Linked DNA regions of Mus musculus: region 1 is linked to region 2. The links are chromatin contacts, called in public ChIA-PET maps. All regions are on one chromosome and are shown on one strand. Each heading gives the region's core, a stretch centred on a gene start, on an enhancer-like site or on the middle of the called end of the contact. The rest is flanking DNA. Distances are from core to core; before and after follow the strand shown.

Evidence for each region. ChIA-PET counts read pairs in DNA pulled down with a chosen protein or histone mark.
Region 1: an RNA polymerase II ChIA-PET map of memory CD8 T cells shows a contact between it and region 2, with 73 read pairs. The contact joins two enhancer-like sites. A contact is called at or near these places in 1 of 39 promoter capture datasets (liver), 1 of 484 Hi-C or Micro-C datasets (memory CD8 T cells) and 3 of 115 datasets of contacts at active chromatin or transcription factors (bone marrow-derived macrophages, effector CD8 T cells and memory CD8 T cells).

Annotation. Positions count from the first base shown.
Region 1 is chr11:57,950,317-57,953,319 of GRCm38.p6, forward strand. No RefSeq gene overlaps it. Among named protein-coding and RNA genes, the nearest start is that of Gm33078, 40 kb to the left of the region's middle. Within about 2 kb of position 1,400, at least 106 of the 459 cell types and tissues checked have an H3K27ac peak or open chromatin away from gene starts, as enhancers often do. A contact at or near this core is called in effector CD8 T cells and memory CD8 T cells, where this site is marked.
Region 2 is chr11:57,663,518-57,666,398 of GRCm38.p6, forward strand. All of the region lies in intron 1 of Galnt10 (polypeptide N-acetylgalactosaminyltransferase 10), which reads left to right. Among named protein-coding and RNA genes, the nearest start is that of Gm51896, 6.1 kb to the right of the region's middle. Within about 2 kb of position 1,429, at least 23 of the 459 cell types and tissues checked have an H3K27ac peak or open chromatin away from gene starts, as enhancers often do. A contact at or near this core is called in effector CD8 T cells and memory CD8 T cells, where this site is marked.

The sequences.
Region 1 (3,003 bases), core at 150-2,649, 290 kb after region 2:
AGCAAGCCATGGGTGAGCAAGCCGGTAAGCAGCATTTCTCCATGACTTCTGCATCAGCTCCTGCCTCCAGGTTCCTGTCCTGAGTTCCTGCCCTGGCTTCCCTCAGTGGTAAAGAGTGACCTAAGAGTTGGAAGCTGAAATAAATCTTTCCTCCTTAAGTTGTGGTTTTATCACAGCATCAGAAGCCTAACTAAGGGGTGGGAGCTAAGAAGAGAGTATAAATACATAGTGCTGGAGTGTAAGTGTGAGAGAAGAGTCAGAAGTGGGCAGTGGTGGCACATGACTTTTATCCTAGCACTCAGGAAGCAGAGGCAGAAGGATCGCTTTATCCCTATAAGTTCTAGACTGGTCTGGTCTACGTAGCGGGCTGGAGGACAGCCAGGACTAGATAGAGTTCAGTTCTCTAAGCAGGGCAGCTCACAACCTGTAACCCCAAGGGATCTGACAGTCTCTTCTGGCCTCCTCAGTATGTGGCAGACACACACACACACACACACACACACACACACTCAGAGAGACAGACAGAGACAGACAGAGACAGAGAGACAGAGAGAGAGAGACAGAGTTAGAGAGAGAGAGTTAGAGTTAGTTCTGGGACAATTAGGGCTGCCAAGTGAGACCCTGTCTCAATGAAACAAAAACAGCCAGGCAGTGGTGGCACACACCTTTAATCCCAGCACTTGGGAGGCAGAGGCAGGTGTATTTCTGAGTTCGAGGCCAGCCTGGTCTACAGAGTGAGTTCCAGGACAGTCACCAGGACTACACAGAGAAACCCTGTCTCAAAAAAAAAAAAAACCCAAAAAGCAAAAACAAAAAACCAAAAGGCCATCTTGGCAAGCCTTGAAATATGTGCTTTATCATATATGACCAGTAGGTGGCGGCAAAGACAAGCAGATGAGCCAGCCTTTTTGACACCTAAATTTGTTTTTGCTTAGGTGAAAATTTATTCTTGCATTGTTTCCCTAAGCATTTATGCGACTAAACGTTAGGAAGCAGACAAGTGACAATAAACAATTATGTGTGTTCTCATCTCCTCTCTCCAAGTGTCATTGCTAGTTTATAAAGGAGGACACCAAGACTAGAAGTTGTCACTGCCTAAAGTCACAGCTTTAAAGTGTAATAGATGAGTTAAACATTTGGTGTGACCGGACAGAGTCTCCCAGTGTGGCCCATACTGGCCTCTAACCTGTGGCAAGCCTCCTACCTTTCCTGTGCTGGGTTTACAGCCTTGCTTCAACGCACCCCACAGAAATCTTGTGTTTGGCTTTCGCTCCTGGCTGGAGGAGAAAGCTGAGCAAGCGACAGGTTAAGTCAGGGGAGCAGGCTTCAGACTCCCTAGACTGCAACTTCTGTGGAGTGCACGGTGTGAAGCCTGTGGCAAGACATGATGTGAACTTCCTGCCACGAAGCAAGGCAGAGAGAAACCACTCGCCATTGGGGACTCCGGCTGTGTCATCTCCAGAACCAAGACTCCGACTTTAAAAGCTATCTTTGAAAGGTGTAAGAAAAGGAAGTGTAAAAAGAGGAAATAAAAAATGAAATTGAGATGGAAGTAGGGTAGGGGCGTGGCAGTGAAACAGGCCAGTAATGGCAATTCTCTGGAGGGAGTGTGTACGAATGTGGAGTTCAGCGTCACTCTTGGTAAAATGGGGAAGGGTCAGCAGCTTGAGATACACGAGACCCGTATAGAGACGTGCGGAAGGGGCCAGAGAAATAGCTCCGAGGCTACAAGAGGACCCTGGGAAAGCATAAGAAGGTGAATTCAGTTCCTGGCACCCACAGGGCTGCTCACTACCAACCGTATCTCCAGTTCCAGGGCACCGGGCACAGTCACAGTGCACATGCATACACGCAGATAAACAGCCATGCACATAAAAGACTACATAAATCTTAACAAAAATTTTAAAAGGTAGGCAATAAGAAAAAGCAACTTGCAGGGTAGGTGGCGCACACCTTTAAACTAAGCACTTGGGAGGCAGAAGCAGGCAGATTTCTGAGTTCAGGGCCAGCCTGGTCTACAGAGTGAGTTCCAGGACAGCCAGGGCTACACAGAGAAACCCTGTCTCAATAAAAAAAGAAGAAAAAAAATCTGAAAAGAAAATGGTAAGTAAGATCATTGAGATTAAAGAAGAGAATAAACAAGGGCTAGGACTGCAAGCATGAGCGGCTTCCACCTGGCTGGAGCTGTCAATCAAATGAAGCTTGGCTGCACCTCTGCAAGTGAGCACTCAAAGCCAAGCAGAGAAAGGAGGACTCGTGCTGCCCTGCCTCCTGTTGGGGTATACATGCTGAGCAGGTCTCCATGTTGGAGGTCCTGGTGTGCAGGCCCCATGACCACAGCCAGAGCAGATGCCCTCCCCCCAAGTTGCTTTAGGCTTTCACCAACGTGTGAGAAGTATAGATGTTTTGAGAAAAAGCTGGTAGGGGAGGATAGGTGGAGCCCAACAGGAGAGCGTGTGAAGTCTCCTTGTACAAGAGTGGGGGATTTCCAGACCAGAAGCTATTCCTAGAAATGAGGCCACCACACACCTGACACTGAGTGATGTCAGAGCTCCCAGCGGCACCCACTCAGGCATGAGCTATGCTTTCCCATTCTACAGATAAGGAAACTGGAGACCAGAGAGGTAATTACCAATGTGTAGGAAGTGGCAGATGGGTGTGGTGGCTCAAGCCTGTCACACCAGCACTTGGAGGATGGAGCCTACATAGTATGTTCCAGGCTAGCTAGGTCTACATAGCAAGACCCTCTCTTACAAAAACAATGGCTGGAGATATAGCTCAATTGACAGCGTGCCTGCCTAGCATCTAGAAGGCCCTGGGTTCTATTCCAGCATCACATAACATGAACGAGGTATGGTAGCCTGCACCTATAATCCCCAGCACTCCAGAGGCAGAAGCAGGCAAAACTTTCTACATAATAAATTCCTAATGTCAGATGGCGGCGGCACATACCTTTAATCTTAGCACTTGGGAGGCAGAAACTGGCAGATGTCTCTGAGTTTG
Region 2 (2,881 bases), core at 179-2,678:
TTCTTCTCACAGCAGGCCGTGCTTTCTCGGTGCTTGGACACGCATGTGCACACACACGCATACGCCAAGAACATGCATGTACCCAATATACTATGTGTACACACCACATGCGCCAAACACTTACGGGCCACACACGCATACACCAGAGATGCACACACATGCCAAACACACACCAACACATATACATGTATACATACACTGCTCATGCACTACACACACATACACACAGACCAGACATGCACGCCTGCGCACACTCACAACACACAAGTTTGCACGCACCGGAAGCATTCCCACACATCCAGTTCGCTGTGCTGATGCTGTGGTCCCTTTCCGATCTCAGCTCGGGCATCTTTTCCTCTGAGGTGGGACTTCCCTGGCCCACAGCCCACTTATGGATCTTCTCCCTTTAAAGCTCCATGTCTTAGTTTATACAGTCTTAAACTCAGGTTGTTTGACGAGTCCCTCTTGCTGTTAACTATAAATCCGCAAGGACAGTAGCTGTGTCTGCTTCCCCACCGTTTTATCCCTCCTGTTTTACACAGTGCCTGCCCCGGGTCAGACCTTATGAGTGAGAAAAGCAATGAATAAAGTTGGGTGCTCTCCTGGACCAGAATTAAAATAAGGAAGCCTAGCTGAGCATAGTGTCAAGGGGTGGCATCGTGGGCTCATAATCTCAGCTCTCAGAGGGGGGTAGAAGGAAGATCAGGAGTTCAAGGTCATCCTTTGCTACATTACAATTTCAGGGCCAGTCTGAGCTACATGAGACCCCTGACTAGAAGAAATAACAGGTGTAAAGAATGTTATGGAGAAACGGGCAACTTTTGGGTGTGGGCTGTAGTTAGACAGCAGTGTTGTGATCACGTGGATGTCTTTATTCTTAGGAGACACCAATGAAAAATAATGTTATTTCAATTTTCAAACGGGTCAGAAAAAACAGTTGGAGACAGAGAAAGGTGGGAGGAGAAATGGGTGTGAGGGTGGTAGTCAGATTGCAGAGAAAGTGACAGAAGCTGTTTCCCCTGCCAGGGTCTTTTTCTTCAAGTTTAAAATTTATACTAGAGAATTGCATAACTCCGAGAGCAAGCAGGGTACAACAGCGTGCACCCATAGCAATCCCAGCCCTGCAAAGGCTCAGACAGGATTGCCACCGTGAGTTTAGCCTATCTTGTGAGAAGTCCTGGCTTCCATTCCAAGCACCACACAAACGGAACATGGTGGTACAGTCCTGCCCGGAGCTCAGGAGGTGGAGGCAGGAGGATCAGGAATTCATGGTCATCAGAAAACAAAAAGTAATAAAATATAAAATCCCACCGTGCGTAGAAGTGAGTGAATGAAAGAGAAAGGAGGAGCTGGGAGGAGGAAGAGAAGTCTTAAGTTCAGAGGCGGAGGCAGGAAACTGCGGAGACAGGCACCTGCCAGCAGGCACTGTGACCCTGGGTGGGTGTGGAGCCATCTCTTCCTGTGGAGGTATCTCTACATCAGGGAAGGTGCTGTGCTATGCTGTCAGGTTCCACCATGGGGTCCATCTGCCTACACCCCCCCTCCTTCTTGTGATGATTTTTTTGATTGTATGAAGCCAGGTGGTCTTAGATTTACAGTCTGATTTCCAACTTTGTAGATTGCTCTTTCTCTGTTAAAAGAAATAAATAAAACCCACTATTTTCCTGTTGCCCACCTGTTCTTGAACACACTGTATTTCCCTTTTTTGATTATTTATTGCTATCTAAAATTTACTCTCACACATGGAAGCTTAACCCACAAATATTTATTTGATCTGGGTCTGGGTGGGTCGAGGATTCTGGCTCTGCTGGAAGATTCTAGTTCTGGGTCCTAAGAAATTACAGTTAAGGGGATGGCTCAGTATGCCTACTTTAAATTGGGCGTGGCCATGGGTATTTGTAGTCCCAGCACGGGGAGGGTGGAGGCAAAAGAATTAGAAGCTCAGAGCCATTCCTGGTGACTAGTGGGTTTGAGGCTAGTGTGGGTTACATGAGACTCTGTGAAAACGAACAAATGAGGGCTGGTGAAGCCTGAGAGCCTGAGTTTGAGCTCTAGAAGCCATGGTGAGAGGAGAGAACCAACTCCCAAAAAGTTGTACTCTGATTGGTCTCTCTCTGGGAGGAGGAAGGGGGAGGGAGGGAGAGGGGAAGGAGGGAGGAGGAGGAGGAGGAGGAGGAAGAGGAGGAGGAGGAGGAGGAGGAGGAGGAGGAGGAGGAGGAGGAGAAGGAGGAGGAGGATAAATGGGGGACCAGGGAAGTGACTTAGTGGTTAAAGCCCTGTCCTGCAGGTATGAAGACTACAGTGTTGATTCCAAGAATCTGTCTAAATGTTGGGTGGGCATGGCAGCCAAACTGTTATTCCAGATTCTGAAGGCAGAGTCATGGGATCCCAGAGCAAACTGCTCCTGAGACTAGCCATATTGATGAACTCTGGGTTTGATTGAGAAACCCTGCCTCAATGCTTAAGGTAGAGATGTTTCCTGACGTCGACCTGAAGCTTTCATATACACATGTACACACACACACTCACATGTGCACATGTACACTCACATGTGGATACCCCCACACATGTAGAGTGTGCAAGCATGAAATGAAAAGTAAGGTTTTTTTTTTTTAAAGATGGCGGTCATGTTGCAGGCTTCTGGAGTATCCCTTGCATTAGGCAGTCTGCTCCCAGAGGACGTGGTGTAGGAGCAAAGCCTTAGTTGCTCAAAATATGGACCTGTCCACAAGAGGCTTCGGTGACCTCACACTGTGGCAACTAGCTTCCCCTAGACCAAGTGACTCAGGAGGGCAAGGTGAGACCACAGATCCTCTGGTGATGTAGCTCAGTTGGTAGAGTTCTTGCCAAGCATGCGTGAGTCCCCAGTACCTTATAAAAC